Regions from separate parts of the Hordeum vulgare genome. Here region 2 is linked to region 1. The links are chromatin contacts, called in public Hi-C maps. All regions are on one chromosome and are shown on one strand. Each heading gives the region's core, a stretch centred on a gene start, on an enhancer-like site or on the middle of the called end of the contact. The rest is flanking DNA. Distances are from core to core; before and after follow the strand shown. Region 1 has its middle 45 kb from the start of LOC123440185. Region 2 holds the start of LOC123444305.

Region 1 (7,471 bases), core at 1,386-3,885:
GATGATTAAAGCATCTATAATCGGATCCTTCACACCCGTTTCAAACGCCCGGTCAGGCCGTCCGGTCACTGACTGGTCACAAAAAATTGATCCAACCGGGCCTCTCAAACCAGCTTCAAATGCCCGGGCTGATCGACACCCCTCACGTTCTTTCCAAATATGGGGTGGATATGGGGGCTCCTGGACGTGACTCGGCACTCTTGCCACGTCCGCCTCACGATGGGGCCACATGCGGATTCGTCCGGAAACCCAACGATCCAACAAACGCCTCCTGTGTCGTTGCAGTGTGAACACCGTGTGGCACCGCATCGGCGGGCCACGTAATCCCTACCCCGGCTATTAAAGCTAACCATCGTCACCAAAACCCTACCCCTCCACATTTTCCTCCTCCCGTCTCCCGCAGTCATCAGCCATGCCCCCATTTCGCCGCCACTACACACCAGAGCACCAGCTTTGGCTCGTTGATTAGGTCCGGATCCAGAGGGCTGCGCGGCTATCTCTGGACCTAGAGGAGGAGGGGTAGAGGAGGAAGAGGAGTAGGAGCCGACAGAGGATGTGACGGAGGAGGAGGAGAAGGAGGAGGAGGCTCCGAAGCTGGATGTGGGGGGGGGGGAGGAGGCATCGACTCTGCAGGAGGACATGGATCTGCGGGCGGAGCGGCATGCCATCCTGGACTCCATCCACTCGGAGTCGGCTCCGTAGGCCACACGTCTTTGTCTACAGGAGATGGAGGCGGGGCGGGTTGCGACGGAGGCGACGCAGGCTGCGAAAGTGATCTTTTGTTGATGTTTACGTGAATTATGCCCGTTTAGTATTCGTTTATATGTTCGTTTCCTGTCGCTTTTGATCGTTTGGTGATCTACGTACTATGTTGCATGGATATAGGGTGCCGATATGAGGTAGGTGGGTGTGGAGGCACAGATTTAGGGAGTGCTCGGTGAGTGTCGACGGATGCATCCGGGCACGTCCGCTGGCATTTGAGGTGTCGGATTTGCCAAGTCCGGTTATAGATGCTCTAACTGGCCAGGCCTGAAATAATACATTCTACAACCGGACACCTCAAATATGATATCTCAAATACATACAAACTCATGCAACTACTACGTCGATGCATTACACACATCGTCCGGCTACTCCATCACTACTAACGTGTCATTGGGCTACCAAAATTTCACATGTTTAGCTATGCCGGACATAATCCAGGGCTGTCCTTCCCCTTCCCGGAGCCCTTGCCACCCTTCTTGTGGAAGTACCAGTCGAAGACAAAGTACAGATCAAGCCGGATCCGCTCGTCATCGGAGTTGTCCTTACCGTCGTTGACCTCCTTCTCCACCTTCGGTGGCAATACGACCATTTTACATACCGCCCGATTATGCTCTCGAGGCGCGTGCACGCGTGTTACTCCACTTTCGTTTCTTTAAAATGCGGGCGCGAATGGCTTTCTCTTCTGCGGCTGCCCGTGCCGCCGCATCAGCCGCCGCCATTTCCTCCATGATACGGGCCTCGGCGGTAATTATCCTCTCCTTCCCACGGCGGGAAGCCCGTTCCCAGTGGGACTCACTGTCTGGCGGACCGGTGATGGGGAAGGAGAGATTTTTCAGCCGCCGGGATCGCGATGGTCCAGCCCTTGAGGACCCGGGCACGTGTTGAGCTGACACGATGGAGTCACGGCGGACATATTCTGCAGCCGATCGGGCGTTGTCCTCACGTGAGCGGCGAAACGCATTGTGGACCGCCGTTGCCTCCTCCAACCTGCAGGAGATGACACCCCACTCGATGCATCCGGACTGGTCGGGGTCAGATCCGCCGCCCTCCATGCTAGAGAAGGCCAGAGATCACCGGAGGTGAGCTTGGGTGACGGATGGAAGTGTAGGGGGGGAGTGAAGTGAAGTGGCTAGGGTTTGGCCCGGCGAGCCGATGATGACATATATATATATGGGGTCGATGCAGGACAACACGAGCCATGCGGACGTGGCGGGTGTGCCCGAGCGCCCCATATCTGCCTCATATTTGGGATGGATATGGGGAGTGTCGGTCAACCCGTTTGAGGGCCCGACTGGGTTGATTTTTTGCTATCCATCAGTGACCGGGCGGCCAGGCCAGACGTTTGAGATACACATGAAAGGTCTGACTATAGATGCTTTTAGAGGGACCGTGGTTTCTTCAACCTATCAGAGTTCAAGTCTTGGTGTTCGTATTATTTTCCTGAATTTATTTTAAGATTTCTAGCTATGCACATTTAGTGGAAGGAGATGTTTTCGTGAATGACGAGGCGTCTACAGTGAGTGCGTAAATCTTAAAATGATATGCAAGATCAGTCTTTTAAAAATGCTTACAAAGATAAGTTGTATGTGTGTACGTTTATAAGGATGAGTGTATTTGCTTTTATGGAATGCTCGTACTGCGTTTACAAAAACAATTAATACCGATAGGAGTAGCAGATCTATTAGTTTTTTTTATAATTGTAAGTTTTTGTTGGTAGCTTAGCAGATTTAGTAGTTTTTTATACCGAAACGTTGGCATTCTAGAGATAGATCGCTAGCTTAAAACGAGGTCCACAAGTAATGTGAGCACAAGTGGATCTCAAAGAATATCATGTCGTCCTCGACCAATTGCTTTGGCACCATCCGATGGTGGCCGTGCTATCGAGCTGTCAAAGTCGCGCAAATACAATCACAGCTCGGCCGAAAGTAACATGTCTGTCCCCCGCATGAAAAAAAAGTAACATGTCTTCGAAGCAAAATCATGGCTTTCACGAAGATAAAAACATACCTTTTACAGAAGTAAAATCATACTTCTCTTAAAGAAAAAAATTACGTTTTTCCCTGTTTTTGGGAGATACGACCGTGCCTTCATTGAAGCATAATCGTACCTTTTAGAAAAACAAAACCGTGCCTTTTGTAAAAAATCAAAAAACACGTTTTATTCGTTTTCGAGGAGCACGATCATGCCTCTCGCATAAATAAAACTGTGGCTTTCGCAGAAGCAAAATCATTTCTCTCGTGAAAAAAAATAGAAAACACATTTTTTTCATTTCCAAGAGGCATGACCGTGCCTTTCACGAACGCAAAACCGTGCCTCTCGCAAAAATAAATAAATAAATAAACGCGTTTTTCCCGTTTCCAAGAGGCATGACCGTGCCTCTCACGAAAGCAAAAAACGTACCTCTTGAAAAAAACTTGCGTTTTTTGCAAAAAAAAAGAGATTTTGTTCCATCAAAAATCTAAAAAAGACCGGTGAAAAACCAAAACACACACAAAAAAACCTGAAAAGTCAAAAACGCGTGCGGAAAATTAAAAAAAGAAATCTGAAGGGAACACTCAGAATGTGACATGTGACGGCGGCTAAACACGCGTCAAGTGATGACGCGTGGGAGTGATCGTTGAGAGATTTTCTAAGGAATGCTCGTTAACTAGTTGTTCCTTCTTTTAAAATCATTAATTTTATTTGTCTAGCAATGTGTATATAGTTAGGCTATTGCTCAAGAGCCTTCTTCCTTTGCTTTTTTACATCTCTCGTCTGCATAGAGAAAAATACCATGTAATTGGGTTATAAGCTTAGTATTGTATTTGTTGTTATCGTAATACTCAAGCTGACGCTGATGAGAGCGGTGCAACTTGGCGCCTGCCATCTCATCAATTATTTACAGCAAAATTTTCAAGTATAAATTCACCTTGAGGTGCTACTTGGTGTTACATAAACAGTTGTAGATCTCATCAAGCCGTATGCACTAGCTTCTCCGAGGAACTCCGAGGAAATAAAGCCACTGAGGTCGACGGTCTTATGGTTTGAAAGATTCCAAAGGCAGAAAAAGTAGGAAATGCATGGGGGGTCGGACATCAGGACACGTTGAATCACAGAGAAACGAATTTTTTGATGAAGTTAGACTGAATCAAAATTCATACAAGTTTACACACAAAAATCCATGGATTTTCCCATGTACAAATCATATAAAACGATACAGGAACCAGCTGCCTCTGCAATAATCACCATCAATCTTTCCCCTCCTCCGGGTTGGATAGGAATAGGTGGAATCCCTTCGGCATCGCCACCACCACACCCCCTTCCTCCTCCTCACCTCGCCGTCGCATGAGGAGACCTGCTGACGAAGTCCAGGCCGGCTCCATGGAAGGGGTGTGTGTGTGTGGGGGGGGGATCTCATAGGGAGGCTTGCGGGCGGATCTGGCAAGCACGGACATGCACGCGTATTGCGCAAGCGCGGCTTCGACGCGGATCCAGTGGCCCGTGAGGAGGAAGGCGTGACGGTGGACTCGCGACGACCATAAGCACCACGACAACAGCAGGGGTGATGCGCGGGCGTGGCGGGACATGTGGCACGGTGGGCGCACGTGGAGGTTCTAACAGTCTCGAACCAATGCTCGAGAAAATTCCTATTTTATTTCATTGTCGCCGAGTGATTTATTTGGTTGTCACATTCATCATCACATCATTCGCATCATCCGTATTGCATCGGCACTCCATTGCTGTCATTTTTCAAAACTTGCATCCGTTGTTAGTTGTCAGTTCTCTCCGTTGTTATCGTTGACCGTTTCGGGACCAACCACACACGCACGCGCCCGCGACATCATTAAATATTGTTTTTAAAAATATGTATGCAACTTTTTCAGAATGTGTTGAAAGTTGGTGTGCGATTTTATTTCAAGATAGGTAGACCCCGTGCCAAATTTCATCGCATTCGTAGGTCCTTTGCTACCACAACGGATAACTATAGCGGCACTAATAGCCTGTCAAATTGTGAAACGTTTTCGGTGTTTAAAAAACCTGTGACGGGCTTCCTAACCTCTCTCTCTTCTTGGCCTAGCCACCTCTACATAACGTACCCAGCCCACCTAGCCTACCCCTATGCTTCGGACCGCCGGATCGAGTTCTGACGGTCCAAAAACGGACTAAACCCCCTAAGCTAGCCTCCCTTGCTATATATAGACACCCATCCTGCCATTTTCGACCTAACCCTAATCCTTCCTAGAATTTCGTGCCTCCCCAACCCCCAGATGCCACGTGAGCCAACCTCCTCCCTCTCAATCGCCGGGCCCGCCGAGCCCATCTGAGGCCCGCTCGGGCCCGAATCAAACCCGCCGCCGCCCGAGATCCTCCATCCCGCGCCTCGTGCCTCCCCTGCGTGCCTTCGTCGCCCAACCGCACGCCTCCCTTGCCGGCATGCGCAGCCGCTTGGTTGTTAGACCCTGCCGCGACCCCGTCGGTCCCCTGCACCGCGAGCGCTCGTCGGAGCCTCGCCGAACGAGCCCAGTGCCCGCCATGGCCACCCAAGTCACCAGCCACCGCCGGCCTCCGGTTGCTGCGTCCATCCAGATCCGTCGAGCACCACGCCACCCGCCCGCCCCGATCCGGCCAGGGACGACCTCCCATGCCTGTTCCTCGCCTCCCTGTCCCTTCCCCCGTCCTCGCATCGACGGGATCCCCGAGTGCTGCCGCCCTCGTCATCAACTGCCATGCGTGCCTGCATCGAGCGCTGCCCGCCCGCGTTGACCAGATGAGCCGCTCGCCCGCGCCTCCTAGCTCGGTCATCGCACGTGGGTCGCGCCAGTGATGTCCCACAAGCGTATGGGATCGCAGCAGTTTTCGAGGGTAGAGTATTCAACCAAATATATTTATTCGCTCACAAGGGGAAGCTAAAGGATATTCTCAAGTATTAGCATCTAAACGTGTCAGATTCAACCACACCTGGAAGATTAGTGTGTGCAAGCAAAGTATCAGTAGCAAGGTAGTATGATAACAACGAAGCCAGAAACGATCTGGTGACAAGGCAGACTATTCCTAACTGTCGTATCAATGGCGCCAGTAAAAGCTTTGACAATCCCCAGCAAAGGTGCCAGGAAAAGCCCTGTTGACGGGATGTTATCGCCAACAAAATCTTGCAACAAGTAACAACGGAGTAGCAAGGAACAGTAGTAGTAGCAGCAGCAAAGTGGCCCAATCCCTCTTGTAGCAAGGGACAAGCCTAGGCAAAGTAACGTAGCGAGAACCAGTAGTAAAAGACTCGTAGGCAGTGGATCGGTGATGGATGAGTGTGACGGATGTGATTCATCATGTAACACCTATAACACGGAGAGATATGTGGCTAGCTCCCGTTCATCAATCTAATGTAGGCATGTATTCCGTTTGTAGTCATACGTGCTTAGGGAAAAGAACTTGCATGACATCTATTGTCCATCCCTCCCGCGGCAGCGGGGTCCTAATGGAAACTACGCGATATTAAGGTTCTCCTTTTAATAAGAACCGGACCAACACATTAACACGCGGTGAATACAAGAACTCCTCATACTATGGTCATCTCCGGGAGTGGTTCCGGCTATTGTCACTCCGGGGTTGCCGGGTCATAACACATAGTAGGTGACTACAACTTGCAAGATATGATCTAAAACACACATATATTGGCGACAATATAATAGGTTCAGATCTGAAATCATGGCACTCGGGCCCTAGTGACAAGCATTAAGCATAGCCAAGTAGTAGCAACATCAATATACAACATAGTGGATACTAGGGATCAATCCCCGTCAAAAACTAACTCGATTTACATGATAGATCTCATCCAACTCAAAACCGTCCAGCAAGCCTATGATGAGATCACTCACGAATGATGAAGAGCATCATGGAATTGTCGATGGAGAAAGGTTGATGATGACGATGGCGACGATTTCCCCTCTCTGGAGCTCAAAACGGACTCCAGATCTGCCCTCCAGATGAAGAACAGGATGTGGCGGCGCCTCCGTATCGCAAAACGCGATAAAATCTTCTCTCTGATTTTTTTCCTGGCGAAACGGAAGATATAGGACTGAGATTGGGGGCGGTGGTGCCACGTGGGCCCCACAAGCCCTCATGGCGCAGCCATAGGGGGTGGCCGCGGCCCAGGGGCTTGTGGCCCACTGGCACGCCCCCTCACGTGGAACTTTGTGCAGGTATTTTTATTTTATTCCAGAAAAAAATCTCCGTAAATTTTCAGGACGTTCCGAGAACTTTCATTTCTGCACAAAAACAACACCATGGCAATTCTGCTGAAAACAGCGTCAGTCCGGGTTAGTTCCATTCAAATCATGCAAATTAGAGTCCAAAACAAGGGCAAAAGAGTTCGGAAAAGTAGATACGATGGAGACGTATCAACTCCCCCAAGCTTAAAGCCTTGCTTGTCCTCAAGCAACTCAGTTGGCAAATAGAGAGAGACAAAAGAAAAACTTTGACGAACTCTGTTTGATCTTGTTGTTGCAACTATGTCTAAGTCATAACCAGAATTTCAGAAACATCACAATCAAACCACATAAGCAAATGACATCTAGGTCTCACGGTAAACTCATATCAATGGCATAATCAACTAGCGAGCAAATAATAATAATGCCTCAAGTGTCAACACTTCAATCAAAACAACATGAAGCAGTACGAATAGACGGTATCTCGCTAGATCTTTCTGAGACCGCAAAACATAAATGCAGAG
Region 2 (7,471 bases), core at 3,209-5,708, 130 kb before region 1:
TCTTTGAACAACATCAATATTGTTCACTGGTCACCACTCATTAATAGTATTGCAAATGGTGAACTGCCACCGGTGCAGTTTGTAGCAAATGGTCATACATATAATTATGGCTACTATCTTGCGAACGGCATCTTGGGTAAGGTAAGAAAAATCTTAATGTGGAGAGCTGGGAATTTGCAAGCCCAATTTGCTATTGTGACAGAACCGGTTAGATTTTGAGATCAAAATATTCTTTGATACATCATGAATGCTTGTGTGATCATGCATAACATGATCATCGAGAACGAGCGTGCGCAAGATTTAGGCTATTCTCGGTATGAGTTGTTGGGACATCCTGTACGAATGCGGGGGAGGGTCGAGAGGGTGGCCTGCTTTGTTGCCTTCATTGTCATTCGACGTGCCAAAACGCATAATGATCTTCCGAAGGATCTAGTCGATGAGTGATGTACATGAAATGAGCGACAAAACACATGATGTTATATGTTTGTTGTCTTAAACATTTGTTGTATTGGTCATAAACTATTTGTTGTATTGAAGTTTAATTATTTCTTTCAGTTGTAATAATAATTAAACTATTTTTGACGGATTATTTTGTGTTTGTTTGATCTTCTTTGTTTTACATTGAATGCAAAATGTTGTTTCTACTCGACGCATGTTTGATTTCACGGCCCCGGTAAAGCAACTGACTGTTTACGCGTAAAAATAGCCGCTGCACCTGCAAGTGTTTGTTGGAGATGCTCTTACGAATCGGCAGTGCTGGTTTCAGCCGATATTTTAAGAGTGAGATTGGAACAGCCTTGGAGTAGCTGCGTTAAATCGCCTGACGCATTAGATCGCACGCTACCTGTCAGTGTCCGAGAGTAGGAAGTCACAGCACTCAGGAGAATATGACTGGTTTGGTAAGTGGGTTCAATCAGTATCAGGACCTGGTAGTACATCACATTTTTTTTAGGGAAGCATGCATCGCGATTTGGTGTTGATAGTTATCTGGATTTACTTTTATCCTAGTTGGAAATCATATTTACCCCGCAAAAAAGAGAGTATCAGGACCAACTCAATTATGCAAAACTAACCGCATTCTCTGACGCTCATGATAGGCAAGGAGGGATGATTTGAACAATCCAAACGAGATTTTTGTTGACATGAGGAACACAGAATATCGCAATCTTTTCATAAAGAGGAGAAACTCGGTACCCGGGAGAATGACCTTAAGGTTTAAAGTCAATAGACAACAGTACAACACATAGTTTTTAAAAATGTCATTTCTAGCCATATGCTTTGTTTCTTCTTTTTGTGCGGGCGGGACCAGTAGTCACATGGTTTGGTGCCAATCATCTCTAATTTACACGCATAGAAACTAGCTGTCCCAGTCCGGTTGGAAATTTTAGCAGGTTTGATTGGGACATAAATGAAAGTTCTATACCCCAGATACATTTTTTTAATTATATAAAAAAAAGAACCTCGCTTTACTAGTACTCCCTCCGTCTTAGAATATAAGTGTCTCAACTTTATACTAGCTCTAGTACAGAGTTGTACTAAGCTTGAGACATTTATTTTAAGACAGAGGGAGTAGTTACTTACTCACTGGCGTCAATTTTGGCGGCCTTGTGGTCGAAGTTACAACGTGTCCATCCGTCCATGAGCAGAACTGAGGACTTCTATGCCTCAAACCTGAGCCACAACTTGGTCTGTCTTTCCCTCTCTTCTTCTTTGGTGGATCCATCTGTGTCACCAGCAATCTCGCAGTTCAGGGGCTTCCAAAATGGAGCCGCTTCTCTCTGCAATCGTGGGCGATCTTGTCAGCAGAGCCCTGTCCATGGTAACCCAGAGATACCTGCAGTCCAAGGGAGCAGAGGGGGAGAAGCTCCGGAGGCTACGGGCAGTGCTGCTAAGGATCGATGCCATCGTCGAGGAGGCCGAGGGGAGGCACATCACCAACCAGGCAATGCTCCAGCAGCTCCAGATGTTGAGACAAGGTATGTACAGAGGCTACTACACGCTCGACACCTTCAGATACCGAGTGCACATGGACAGGGACGAAGGCAAGGTGAGCACTCGCCGTTCGCTTGCCCTTTCCAGATTCAGTCCTTCCAGTACCAGACGTACCTTCTTCTCCGTGTGCGATGCACCGAGCATGGACATGGTGCTTGATGCCGGGAGCTGCAGCAATCTTGACAAGATGCTCAGTAGCCTCGAGAAAATAATTGGTGACATGCGGGAGTTCGTGATGTTCTTGGCCAGCTATCCTCGAATCTTCCAGCAACCTTACGACGCATATATGTTTCGTGATCAGGTTATGTTTGGCCGGCAGATGGAAAAGGAGACCATTTTGAGCTTCCTGCTTTGTAGGGAGGCTGCGGGAAATAGAGGTTTGGGTGTGCTACCAATAATCGGTCCAGCAAGAGTCGGAAAGAGTACACTTGTTGAGCATGTCTGCCTTGACGAGAGGGTGCGCATGCGCTTCTCGTTGATCGTCTTCTTCAGCGGCAATGATCTCAATGATGGAAACTGGGCCACTCTAAAGGGTAGCAGTGTGATCAAGCATCAGAACCTTGCTTCCACCCCGAGTGGAGACTCACTAGCTGTAATTGAGCTAGCCAGGGACATGGACAAGGAAACATGGAGGGGGTTGTACACCTGGGCAGCAAGCCACCTGATGCCAGGCAGCAAAATAATACTCACAAGCCGTTCAGAGAAGATAGCATCCTTAGGAACAACACAGGCTCTTGTGCTGAGTTTTTTGCCCCAAGAAGCTTACTGGCATTTCTTCAAAACGGCTGCATTCGGAAGCACAAACCCTAATGAGCATCCTAACCTGGCAGCCCTCGGTATGGAGATCGCGGTGCACATGAACAGATCATTCATGGCAGCGGACACCGTTGCCGTCTTACTGAGAACAAATCTTGACGCACGGTTTTGGCGCAGGGTGCTAAGATGCTTGAGAGATTTTGCAAGCAAGCACCTCAGCATGTTTGGTGAGCACCCGACAAATCTCCTACAGAAAGACCTGCCTGTGTACATGTGGACAATGGCCAAGACAAGCAATGTTGTCGTGATGCGTAATATTTATCATGAGCCCTCTCCCCAGACCAGTGAGGTTCCCAGGATAACAGCACAGGATGTCTTGTATGGGCGATTTACATCTGAAGGGACATTCCAAGCAGTGGCATGGAGGTCCAGGATACCTCCCTGCTACACCTACTTGGTGAGCTTCGTCGTGGCAAGGACAGACAAGCACGCGGTGCTCGGTAAGAAGCGGTCTCGGCAGGAGAGGATTTGATGTAAAATGCAATAATGTATTGCTAATGTGATTGCAAGTCATAGCTTGCTGCCTTGCCAAAAAAAAAAAAAACTGCACTGTACCTCTTTTTTATCAGTGCGGTACATCTCCTCACTTATGTGTAGCAGCTTGCTCCATGGATCTCCAGTTATATCTCCACAAGCTGAGTACTGAACTTCAGTCCACGCTCAGCACACAGCATAACCGTCTGGTAGAACTGCTTACAAGCCAGAGTGACAGAACCATTTTATCTGCAAGGCATGCTGACAGAGAAAACCAGTAGGAAGAAAGAGGTGTTACTGATACAAAACCCTTACAGTTAGTAGTCCAACACTACAGAAGAGCAGAAGCTTTTTACAAGATTTTTTGGCGATTGTACCGTTTTCTGCGAAATTACCGCATTGCAAATATAGTCTTATATGTAAGGGAAGTATGCTCAGTACAATGCAACATCAATTCAGCGCACATATTTGATATGTTCTAACTTCTAAGCTAGGTGAAGCCTGACCCATACGCAACACAAACTCTATTATTTCAGTCAATTTGTTTATCGTGTTTCTTACTTTCCAGCCCAAATGAAATTGTTAGTTGCGTACTGGAATAGCATGAGAATTTCTAGGTAGTAGCTTTCTTTACCAAGAAAGCATATACATAGTGTTCCAAGGATCAAATACGTAGGCAGAAATAAGGTATTCCAAGGATCCTCAGTTAACTCGGTGAACAGACATGGATTTCAAAACAAGGATCACATCAAGCATAACCAGGGACCGTTATTGACATACTACTAGAACGACATTTATGGTAGTCTTGCCCTAGCTATCCAATCTGACAAGATCGCGGAATCGCACAACGAATCCGCCACACTCCTGCTAGACCCGCGCTAATTACCAATAAGGCCGTCGCAGAGGTCGGGAAGGGAGGACGGGCCGAGGAAGCAGGGCAGGTCGGGGTCGAGATCCGGGGCGGCGGCGGCGGCGGTCTTGTGGGCGAGCTCCACCGTGCGGTCAAGGAGGCTGCGTGGCAGGAGCTCCGCTGTCGGGGGCAGTCGCTGGTGGCGCTGCAACCACCACGCGACCGCGGCCGCCCTTGCCGCGCCTCCGCTGATGGCGCTCCCTGGCATCGGATTGCCTTGCTTCGCGGACGCCGCGAGCGATACTCCGAGAGGGTGGGGAAAGCGGGCCTTGACGCGAGGAAGAGCCGAACGAAGAAGAAGGTACAAGGTTAGCCCAGATCTACAGGCCCTTTATGGGCCCATATTATCTGTATGGGCCAAATGCTATCCATCTTTCTCTCTCAAACAAAAATAAAATGCTACCGTCCCTTAAAAAAAATGATAACCTCTGTTTATATTTTTCTCAATGAATTCCAGTTTTACCCGTCCCCCTACTTAAACATTTGTTTTACACAAATTACCACTTTCAACATTTTTTTCATCTACATTATCCCATTTAGCAAAAAAATGTGAGTTTGTTGAGCGAAAGGTTTGACAGTATTTACGCCATTTAGCAATCTATCAGGCACGTATTGATTGTTAGGGACACGTGGTGTGTCATGTCGCAATTTCCCTCTCGCCATTTCACCCGCGCTTACAAGGGGTATTTTTCTCTTTTTTGAGAAACTTGCTGAATGGGGCAATCCGGATGAAAATATGTTAATGTGATAATTAGCTTGAAAATACCAAACTAGGGAGGTTTAAAGTAGACTTCACTCTTTTTTTCATAAAATAAAGATTATTCTTTATTTTATGACATGAATCTGTTGCACTTTATTGAGGTTTGAAAATATTTATATCATGCAAAGCATCAAGAAATATAAGACTTGGAGGATCACCCCTCTTGCTGAAATATAAAACTTGGAGGATCACTCCTCTTGTTAGATTATACGCCATATGGTTCGCCTCCCTAGACAGTATTGCAAGGAGGTGGGACCAACCCTTCGAGCAAGCAAGCATCGTTCAACCTAAATCGCCATATACAAGCACCATATTTTGATCGGTCCATTGCATACCTCAACTAGTCCCATTGAACTAGACTCAACAGTCATTGGCAAAGAGTCAAGTTTTTCCAATATAGCTCCCTCGGTAGGGCTATGCTTCGGCGATTGTAGCATCCAGAACATGATGTACCAATCAAGTAGCATCGACGGTAGCTAGGCCATGATCATCACGAAGTACTCTCGTCATGACACCTGAGCCATCGGAAAAGTATGAGCCATCTATATTAAGCTTGTTTGAACCCATGTTAGGCACATGCCACATTATTTCATGTGACTATGTTGTAGTTAAAGATGTATATAGTTCATGTTGATGGCTTGTATCGCAAATACCGTTCTCATCGTCAACGCAATATGTTCCCCTTAGAAGCCTCACACCTTTGCCACCATATATATGTATCAGTCCCCGCCCGCTATCAACTTGTAGACTGAGTTGACCAAGAATAGAAGATCTCATCGATTGAAGTCACGGGGTTTGTCCAAGAACAACAACCCGGATATGTCCAAAAAAGAGCTATATTAACAATTTCATCAAATCCTCAAGCTTGCCAAACTCATGTTGCCCTCTTACAAGTGAAGATCATGTGACATATATCTTAAATTGCAATGCATATGAGTAGGGATTATGCAGATACCTTGATGTCTCTGACTGCAAGGACCCCATACTTGGAATAGTGTCATGTAGAACTCTCTAAAAAAGAAAATCCAACTCTAGGTCATGATGATACACTTAAACCTTTTTATACACTTTTGTGCGCGTGATTAATTCAACCCGGTGCCGAACTTCTATCCGAGTCGCAACCAACATGTATGGTCACTGGCCAAATGAAATTCCTCATAAGTTTAATTCGCTAATTACGGTGGCATGGTATGCCTTGTTATGCTCGTTGTGGCTATGTAAAGTTGACATGATTTTTATGATAAATTGTATCTTATGCAGGTTATCTATCAATGCATGCACTGGCTTCGTCCATTCTCTTACTTGTATGAAGCAGGTGGTCAAGGATGTGTTTGTCCCACATGAGTGGCAACATAGTTTATGGATATATCATCCATTCAAATTGTCTTTGGCTAGTTTCAGTCTTATTTGACTTTCTAGTATCCCATTTTTGTGTATGTGTTAGCATACTATACTGGTGTAGGTTTATTATGTTTTGTATCCTCTTGACCATATTCTGAGTTAGTACAAATGGACATTATTATCTCAAAATTTATAAAACTTGTAACTTTGTGACTATTTTTTTTGAATATATCCAGGCAGGGGAACTCCTCCAAGATGATTCCTCGAAAAAATATTGAAAAGAAACATTCCTTCACTTCTCATGCTGTCTCCGGTCTACAAAGACAGGCCTAGTTGGAAAGGGCAAAATTGACAAAAATGACCCCTGGGACGAAAGAACTCACGGATTGACCCCTCGGGAGAAATAATTCACCGGCCTGCCCCTTTTGTGTGGCGCCCGACACCTAGGCGCCACACTGTACTGTGTGACGCCTAGAGGTTAGGCGCCACACCCCCGACCACGTGGCAGGGAGGGCCCCACCCCCAGGCAGTGTGACGCCTAAGCCTCAGGCGTCACACATTGTAATGTGTGGCGCCTGACCCTTAGGCGCCACACACTGACTTACAGAGCCACGGGCCAGCCCCCTCCCCACCCCCCTCCCCACCCCCTCCCTCATTCCCCTCCCCCAGCCCCTCTCCCAGCCACTGCCCCCTCCCTCAAATCCTTCTCTACATCACCAAATCTGAAGGTTTGGAGCGGGCATTTGTTGTCCAATCACTCCCCTAAGGTAATCCCCACCTCTCCCCTCATTCTCATCCAAAGGAAAATCTTTTGTGTTCTTTTTTTTGCAAATTTGAGGAAACCCTAGTTTTTCATGAAATGTGGGATGTATATCATATTGTTTTATTTGTTTGTAAGTTAGGATAAGGGGTATGATGGGGTTAGGATTAGGGTTGTTTGGATGTGTGCATTATGGTTGTTTTAGGGTTAGGCTAGGGTTAGGCCATGGTTAGGCTAGGGTTAGGGATGTTTGGTTGTGTTAGGGTTATGAGGGGGTTAGGGTTATTTGGAAGTTAGGCTATGGTTATTGTAATTGTATGATTGCTCATAAAAAGGTTCTAACTCCGATGAGGCCGCACTCCAGCGCAGCGCCGAGAGAGCTTCAACACAGCGCCAGCAGCCCGTCGCAGCTTTGGTC

What was found. Hi-C and Micro-C count contacts between places; a contact is called where the count stands out from the background.
Region 2: a contact with region 1 is called in a Hi-C map of leaf, with 2.1 times the contacts expected there. The contact joins the promoter of LOC123444305 here to the enhancer-like site in region 1.

The regions. Positions count from the first base shown.
Region 1 is chr3H:466,505,360-466,512,830 of MorexV3_pseudomolecules_assembly, reverse strand. No RefSeq gene overlaps it. Among protein-coding and RNA genes, the nearest start is that of LOC123440185, 45 kb to the right of the region's middle. Within about 2 kb of position 2,635, at least 2 of the 3 cell types and tissues checked have open chromatin away from gene starts, as enhancers often do. A contact at or near this core is called in leaf, where this site is marked.
Region 2 is chr3H:466,641,037-466,648,507 of MorexV3_pseudomolecules_assembly, reverse strand. It overlaps LOC123444305, which reads right to left and starts at 4,458. Exons shown (of 1, transcript XM_045120989.1): 1 at 3,956-4,458. The coding sequence starts at 4,400. The coding sequence ends at 4,161. LOC123444304 (disease resistance protein RGA2-like) reads left to right here and starts at 627. Exons shown (of 1, transcript XM_045120988.1): 1 at 627-3,756. The coding sequence starts at 1,763. The coding sequence ends at 3,280. LOC123444306 (a long non-coding RNA gene) reads right to left here and starts at 3,711. Exons shown (of 2, transcript XR_006630976.1): 1 at 3,364-3,711.